Linked DNA regions of Mus musculus: region 1 is linked to region 2. A link is a contact called in public Hi-C data. All regions are on one chromosome and are shown on one strand. Each heading gives the region's core, a stretch centred on a gene start, on an enhancer-like site or on the middle of the called end of the contact. The rest is flanking DNA. Distances are from core to core; before and after follow the strand shown.

What was found. Hi-C and Micro-C count contacts between places; a contact is called where the count stands out from the background.
Region 1: a contact with region 2 is called in a Hi-C map of cerebral cortex, with 1.9 times the contacts expected there. The contact joins the promoter of Slit1 here to the enhancer-like site in region 2. A contact is called at or near these places in 16 of 39 promoter capture datasets (the 3T3-L1 cell line, 3T3-L1-derived adipocytes, cranial neural crest and 9 more), 18 of 484 Hi-C or Micro-C datasets (the HPC-7 cell line, the N1E-115 cell line, adipose-derived mesenchymal stem cells and 12 more), 11 of 115 datasets of contacts at active chromatin or transcription factors (embryonic fibroblasts, embryonic forebrain, embryonic hindbrain and 7 more) and 3 of 9 other capture datasets (adipose tissue, liver and macrophages).

What each region holds. Positions count from the first base shown.
Region 1 is chr19:41,742,415-41,745,114 of GRCm38.p6, reverse strand. Slit1 (slit guidance ligand 1) reads left to right here and starts at 1,259. Exons shown (of 37, transcript NM_015748.3): 1 at 1,259-1,903. The coding sequence starts at 1,707.
Region 2 is chr19:41,696,309-41,699,095 of GRCm38.p6, reverse strand. The region is part of intron 4 of Slit1 (slit guidance ligand 1); the gene reads left to right. It overlaps Gm34116 (a long non-coding RNA gene), which reads right to left. Exons shown (of 5, transcript XR_003952937.1): 3 at 2,046-2,210; 4 at 1,180-1,333. Among named protein-coding and RNA genes, the nearest start is that of Gm34116, 6.6 kb to the right of the region's middle. Within about 2 kb of position 1,520, at least 48 of the 459 cell types and tissues checked have an H3K27ac peak or open chromatin away from gene starts, as enhancers often do. A contact at or near this core is called in the N1E-115 cell line, adipose-derived mesenchymal stem cells, cerebral cortex and 4 more, where this site is marked.

The sequences.
Region 1 (2,700 bases), core at 10-2,509, 46 kb before region 2:
TCTTGACCATCTGAGCTACTTCTGATGCCCAGTTGTTATCTGCACATAGGGCCCTGACTCCCGGAGCTCAGCTCAACACGAACTCCAAAGCTTGCGTGGAGTTTCCAACAGAGGAATGCTCGACAGAGCCATCTTTATCGGGGGGGGGGGGGGGGGGGGGGAAGTCCTTCTCTTTGAGTGCAAAGCTTTGGAAGGGATGCACATGGTGTGGAATAGGAGGAAGGGGACACCCACAGTGACACTCAGATCACCAGATCAACCCTGTTGATCAATGGGATGACAGATGTCTCAGCCAGATCTCCCTCACATCCGGAGCTCAGCTCTTTAGAGACCCAGAGAGCCACAGCTGTCCGTTTTGGGGGAGGTGCTTTCTTTTCTGGGGTTGGAGGGAATTCTGTCCCTCACTGGATTTCCTATTCACACCCACATCCCCAACTCTGTCAGAATAAGAAAATTCCTTGCCCATGGGGCTGTGAGGCCCGAGGTCCTATTCAGGTACCAGTTGACTGGGTGGTGTTTTTTTCTTCTAAACAGGTTCTGTGTTCTCTCCACTCTGGCCTTTTGAGAGGACCAAATATTCCTTTTCTTCTGTTTCCACCTGCCAGATGTGGAGAGGCTAGTTGCTGGATTTCCAAGGTGGCTTCCTATTGGTATACCAGTAGAGAGGCTTGTGTAGAAAACACCTCCCCTCCGGACTTACAAAGTCCTGTCAGGACTCCTGTCATCCCAGCTGGCTGGCTTCTGTTCCCGGAAGAGGTTGGGTTCTGCCTTTAGGGAGAGTATGTGTTGAGGGAGAAGACTAACCTGGCCTGAGGCTTTTATATTCTCTCAAGTCTCTTCCCTCAAGGTCCCAGGCTGGGCAAGGAAAGACAGCTTGGAGAGGCCATCTGGTACAAGAAGCCTCACCAACAGTTGACAAAGGAAGTTGGTGGGGCCCGGTGACCTCTTCAGCCATTGGGGAAGTCTGTGGTCCCAGGGAAGGGAAGGTGTAGGGAAAAAAAATCTTTTTGCTCCTCTGCCCTAGTAGCTGAGGGTACTGAAGTGACTGGTCTAAATGTACACATCATTGCAGTGTGTGTGTGTGTGTGTGTGTGTGTGTGTGTAGCTTACAGAGCAGGTCCAGTCTGTAAGCCCCCTTCCCCGGGCCCCCGCAGCCCTTGGCGCCTGGGAGGTTGCACCTTTGAAACTGTATGCCAGCGGCTGGACCTCTGTAGCAGCAGAGAAGTGGTGGGGAGGAGGCGGGCGGTGGTCCGTGCTTGGGGGGGAGGGCGGGAAGGAGTCTGGCCCTGGAAGTGTGCTTTTCGATTGATGGATGACTGCCGGGTGTGAGCGAGCGTGCGGGTGTGAGTGTGTATGTGTGTGTGTGTGTGTGCGCGCGCGCGCGAGGTGTGTGTGTGTGCGCGCGCGCGGGGCCTGCCCATTTTCCTCCTCACAGCAGTCAGTTGGGAGCTGGAGGGAGAGGGAGACGCCGGCAGCGAGCACTGGGAGAGGAGCTGAGCGCCCTCCGCTTAAGACGCCTTTCCTGGGTCTACGCACAGACGCTGTCGCTGGGAGCATCTAGGTACCACTCGATCCGCAAGGGCGCATCGCACGATTCCACCGGCTCTTCGGTCCTTCGGTGGGGATAGCACCTGGAGCTAGCCCCGGACGGGGATGGTCAGCGGCTGCGGCCGTCTGGCACGCGAACGGGACACGGCGAAGGCACCATGGCGCTAACGCCCCAGCGCGGGTCCTCTTCGGGGTTGAGCCGACCGGAGCTGTGGCTGCTGCTGTGGGCAGCCGCGTGGCGCCTGGGGGCCACGGCGTGCCCCGCCCTCTGCACCTGCACCGGCACTACGGTGGACTGCCACGGCACGGGTTTGCAGGCCATCCCCAAGAACATCCCACGGAACACCGAGCGCCTGTGAGTACGGATCCGCCCGTCCACTGGGAGTCCCTCCACCCCCTCGACCCCTGGTTGCTCTCCCACCCTGACGGATCAGAGGGACCGGAATCGGGTGGGGGGCGCTAGACCGTTGGGCTCCGTCGCCAGTAGAGGAGTCAGTGCCTTGGTAGGTTTTTAGGAAACCAGAAACCAGGAGCGCATTTGCAGGTGCCAGATTCAAAGGGCCCTGGAAGCATCCTCAGCCCTTCCTCACACCTGCCCCTTGCGATCTCTGCTCTCCGCTGTGACAGGTCCTTCCCACTGTACAGCACTTTATTCCTCTAGGGTACCTGGAGCCTTCCTGGCACCTAGGAGAACAGCTTCCCACAGACTCCAGGCACGGTGTCTCCTTTTGGACACATGGGGTTTGCTGGGTTCTGAGTGGGCAGGTGGATTTGGGCTCTGAGGGCTCGCTGCCACGGACCAGAAGTTTCTGAGCACCTATTCTACCCATTGTTTGGTCCCAGAGCCTGGATAAGTCTTCCCTTGAAGGTGTAAGCAACCTACCCTCTCCTTCAGTCTTCATCCTGAGCCCAGGCAGACAGACAATGGGACCCGAGGGCCTTTGGTTTGGGTTTTGGGGAATATGACATCGGAACCCTTACAGGGTGAGAGGAGTCCTGGACTGCGAGCTCAGGGATGATACTAGAGGCCAGGAGCTCGGACTGGGACATAAGGTTGGAGACATTGACAGTGACAAGTCATAAAAACCACCCTTCCTTCCCTCTTGTTCTCTTGTACTTCTGGATTTTGAGGTAACTCCACCCTTTCCAGAC
Region 2 (2,787 bases), core at 271-2,770:
GGTTTAGGTCAGGCACAATAATGGCTGTAGAATGAGATGGTATCCCCAGGACCTCCTCTGTCATTTGTCACACAGTTCTGGTTCCCAATGACTGTGTGGACCTAGGGGATGAGGGAGGAGGTAGGCGGGGGCTGGTGGGCTGAGGGGCACGGGATGGGGCTGGCTAATGGCCCTGCCCCTGGAGTAGAGCAAACACACCTCTTAGGAAACAGGAAGTGAGGCCATCCCAATATCTGGGCACCAGAAGCCTGGATCTGACCAAAATTCAGGATGGCTAATGGAGGCTAGGGTTGAAGGTGTTCTAGACACATGGTAATGAGACTCCAGGAAGAATTCAATCACTCCCTAGGGTGCTCCACAGTTAGGCAGCCTAAGGGCACAGTCAGAGTTTAAAAAAAAAATCCTTTAATTTGACTATAACAAGGATGATGGCAGATCAGAGCCATCAGGGGGCTGAGCCTCAAGGGAGGGGTTCAGAGAACCTGGGCTGGTGCTGGGGGTCACATTTTAGCTGGACCAGGAAGTGCATAGGGCCTTCCTTCTCAGCCTCCAGCACAGTGCCTACCAAGTAAGACTCTGAGCTTCTAGACCCATGCCACGGTTTGCAAAATAGCCCCCTCTCCTCTCTTACTACGTTTTAGAATTTTTATATCGTGATAACGTATAATAAACTTTACCGACTGAGCCATTTAAAATGCACAGAGCTGCAGTGGTGAGTGTCTTCACACTGTTACACCACAGAGCTCTACAATATTTTCACTTCATAAAACTGGAACTTCACAACCCATCAAGCAGTAACTCCCCACCCTCCCTTCCTCCACCCCTGGCAACAGCTGTCTGTAAACTGACTACTTTGGGGACCACAGATGAATGGAATCAAGTAGTGTCCCTCCCCTCCCCCACCCTCCCTATTCCCCCTCTCTCCTCCCCTCCCTCCTCCTCCCTTTCTCCCTCTCCCTTCTCCCCTCCCTCCTCCCCCTCTCTCCTATCCATTCCTTCTTCCCCTCCCTCCTCCTCATCCCTCCTATCCCTTCCTTCCTCCCCTCCCTCCTCCCCCTCCCTCCTCCCCTTCACACAACCCTCTCCAGGGCCACTCACTGTATGTAACATGTGTCAGAGCTCTCTTCCTTTCTATGGGTTGAGCACTGTCCCTACACTGGTTGTGTATACACTGTGTACCTGTTGATCTGTGCTGGGCATGGGGTGGCTTCTGCCCTGTGGCTCTTGGAGGTGATGGTGCATGTCCAACCCATTTCCAGGCTCGATGGGACTTACTTTCTGACCCCAGAGCTGTGTGGGTTATCTTTGCTCCTCCTCTGAGCTCTTGAGGGACCTGTCCTGGAGGCAGACAGGGTGACTCATTTTGTGCCCAGCAAAGACACTCTTTTCATCTGCTTCCTTCTGCGAGGCAGCTGGCTGTTCTCTGGAGATCTTAATTTAGGCCGGGAAGGGGGTGGGTGAGGAACTGAGCGTGCTGGTCCAGCTGGTGCTGGAGGCTTGGGCAGCTTAACAGAGCTCAGCATCTCAGAGACACAGGACTCCCAGTGTGCTCAGGCAGATGGCGCTGGCAGGCTTAGAGGCGAGGGGCATCCAGGAGGTGGTGGGAGGTACCATGATGAACAGGGGTGGGGGGTGGGGGCTGGGGGCTGGGAGGATGTGGGCTTGGAAATGCAATGAGGGACATTGACATGGATGTTTTAGAGTCTGGTGAGTCATAGTTTAGGCTTCAGGGACGAATGAGGAGCAGAAAATCGTGGGTATGAATGGCTGCCCATTGAGTTACTAATGTGCATGGAGTCAGAGTGGAGCTTGGCTCAGCTGTGAGATGATGACAGGGGGTGCCTGTCATGGTGTAGCTCTGGCCTGAAGCTCACAGGACCCTGAGGACTCACAGGGGTGGAAGCTGTGGTGGTGTCTGGAGAAGCAGTGTCTCCAACATTAAAATGCTTTTATCATATTGAGCAGCGCGGGGGGGGGGTGTTGGGGGGGATCAGGAACCAAGCTGCTAGAGAGCCTCACCAGTTTTGCCTGGAAACTGGACTCACCTGCACTTTCAGGGTTCATGGTGCTGAGGCTGGCAAAGTGACACCTAAGTTGATAGCGCCAGGAGCCCGAACTTGGAGGGAAACAAGTTTGACAGTCTAAGGCCTGAGGAAGCAGCCTGCGGCCACGGAGCTAACTGAAGCCAAGTCCTTGAGCTTCACCGGAACCTGAGAGTTGGAGGAAGGTGGACAGAAACATGATTAGAAACAGCTTCCCATACGGTCTTATGTGGCAATTAAAGGCATGTGCAAGAGACCGTGCTGGGTCCTGGTCCCAGCTCTGCCATTTGCAAGATGGTACAACCTCGAGCACGTTTCCTACCCTCTTTTTTGCCTCAGTGTGCTCACCCAGAATCTAAAGATGCCAGTGGTTCCTGCTTCACACACTGCGCATTGGAGAGGAACAGGAAGTTACAGTACGTGGTGACAAATTGGCTAGCATGTTTTAGATGGAACAGGAGAGACTCCCGAGAAACTCCGCGCTTGGAAAGGCTGCTCTCCCTCTGTCCCCCTACCCCTTGGAGAATTTGAGGACTTGGGAAAAGTCACATCTCCCAGAGGGCAGACTCTCTCAATTGCACCTGGTTCCTGGCAGGGTGATAACAGTACTTAGGTAAGCTGGTGCATACAGCATTGACTACCCATCATGGTTGGCAGAAGCGTGGACTGGCATGTCTGGAACTGCTGGTCCATGGTAGCATGGCAGACCTTCTGCAAGGTCTCGGTTACATCCTCTCAGGCCCCC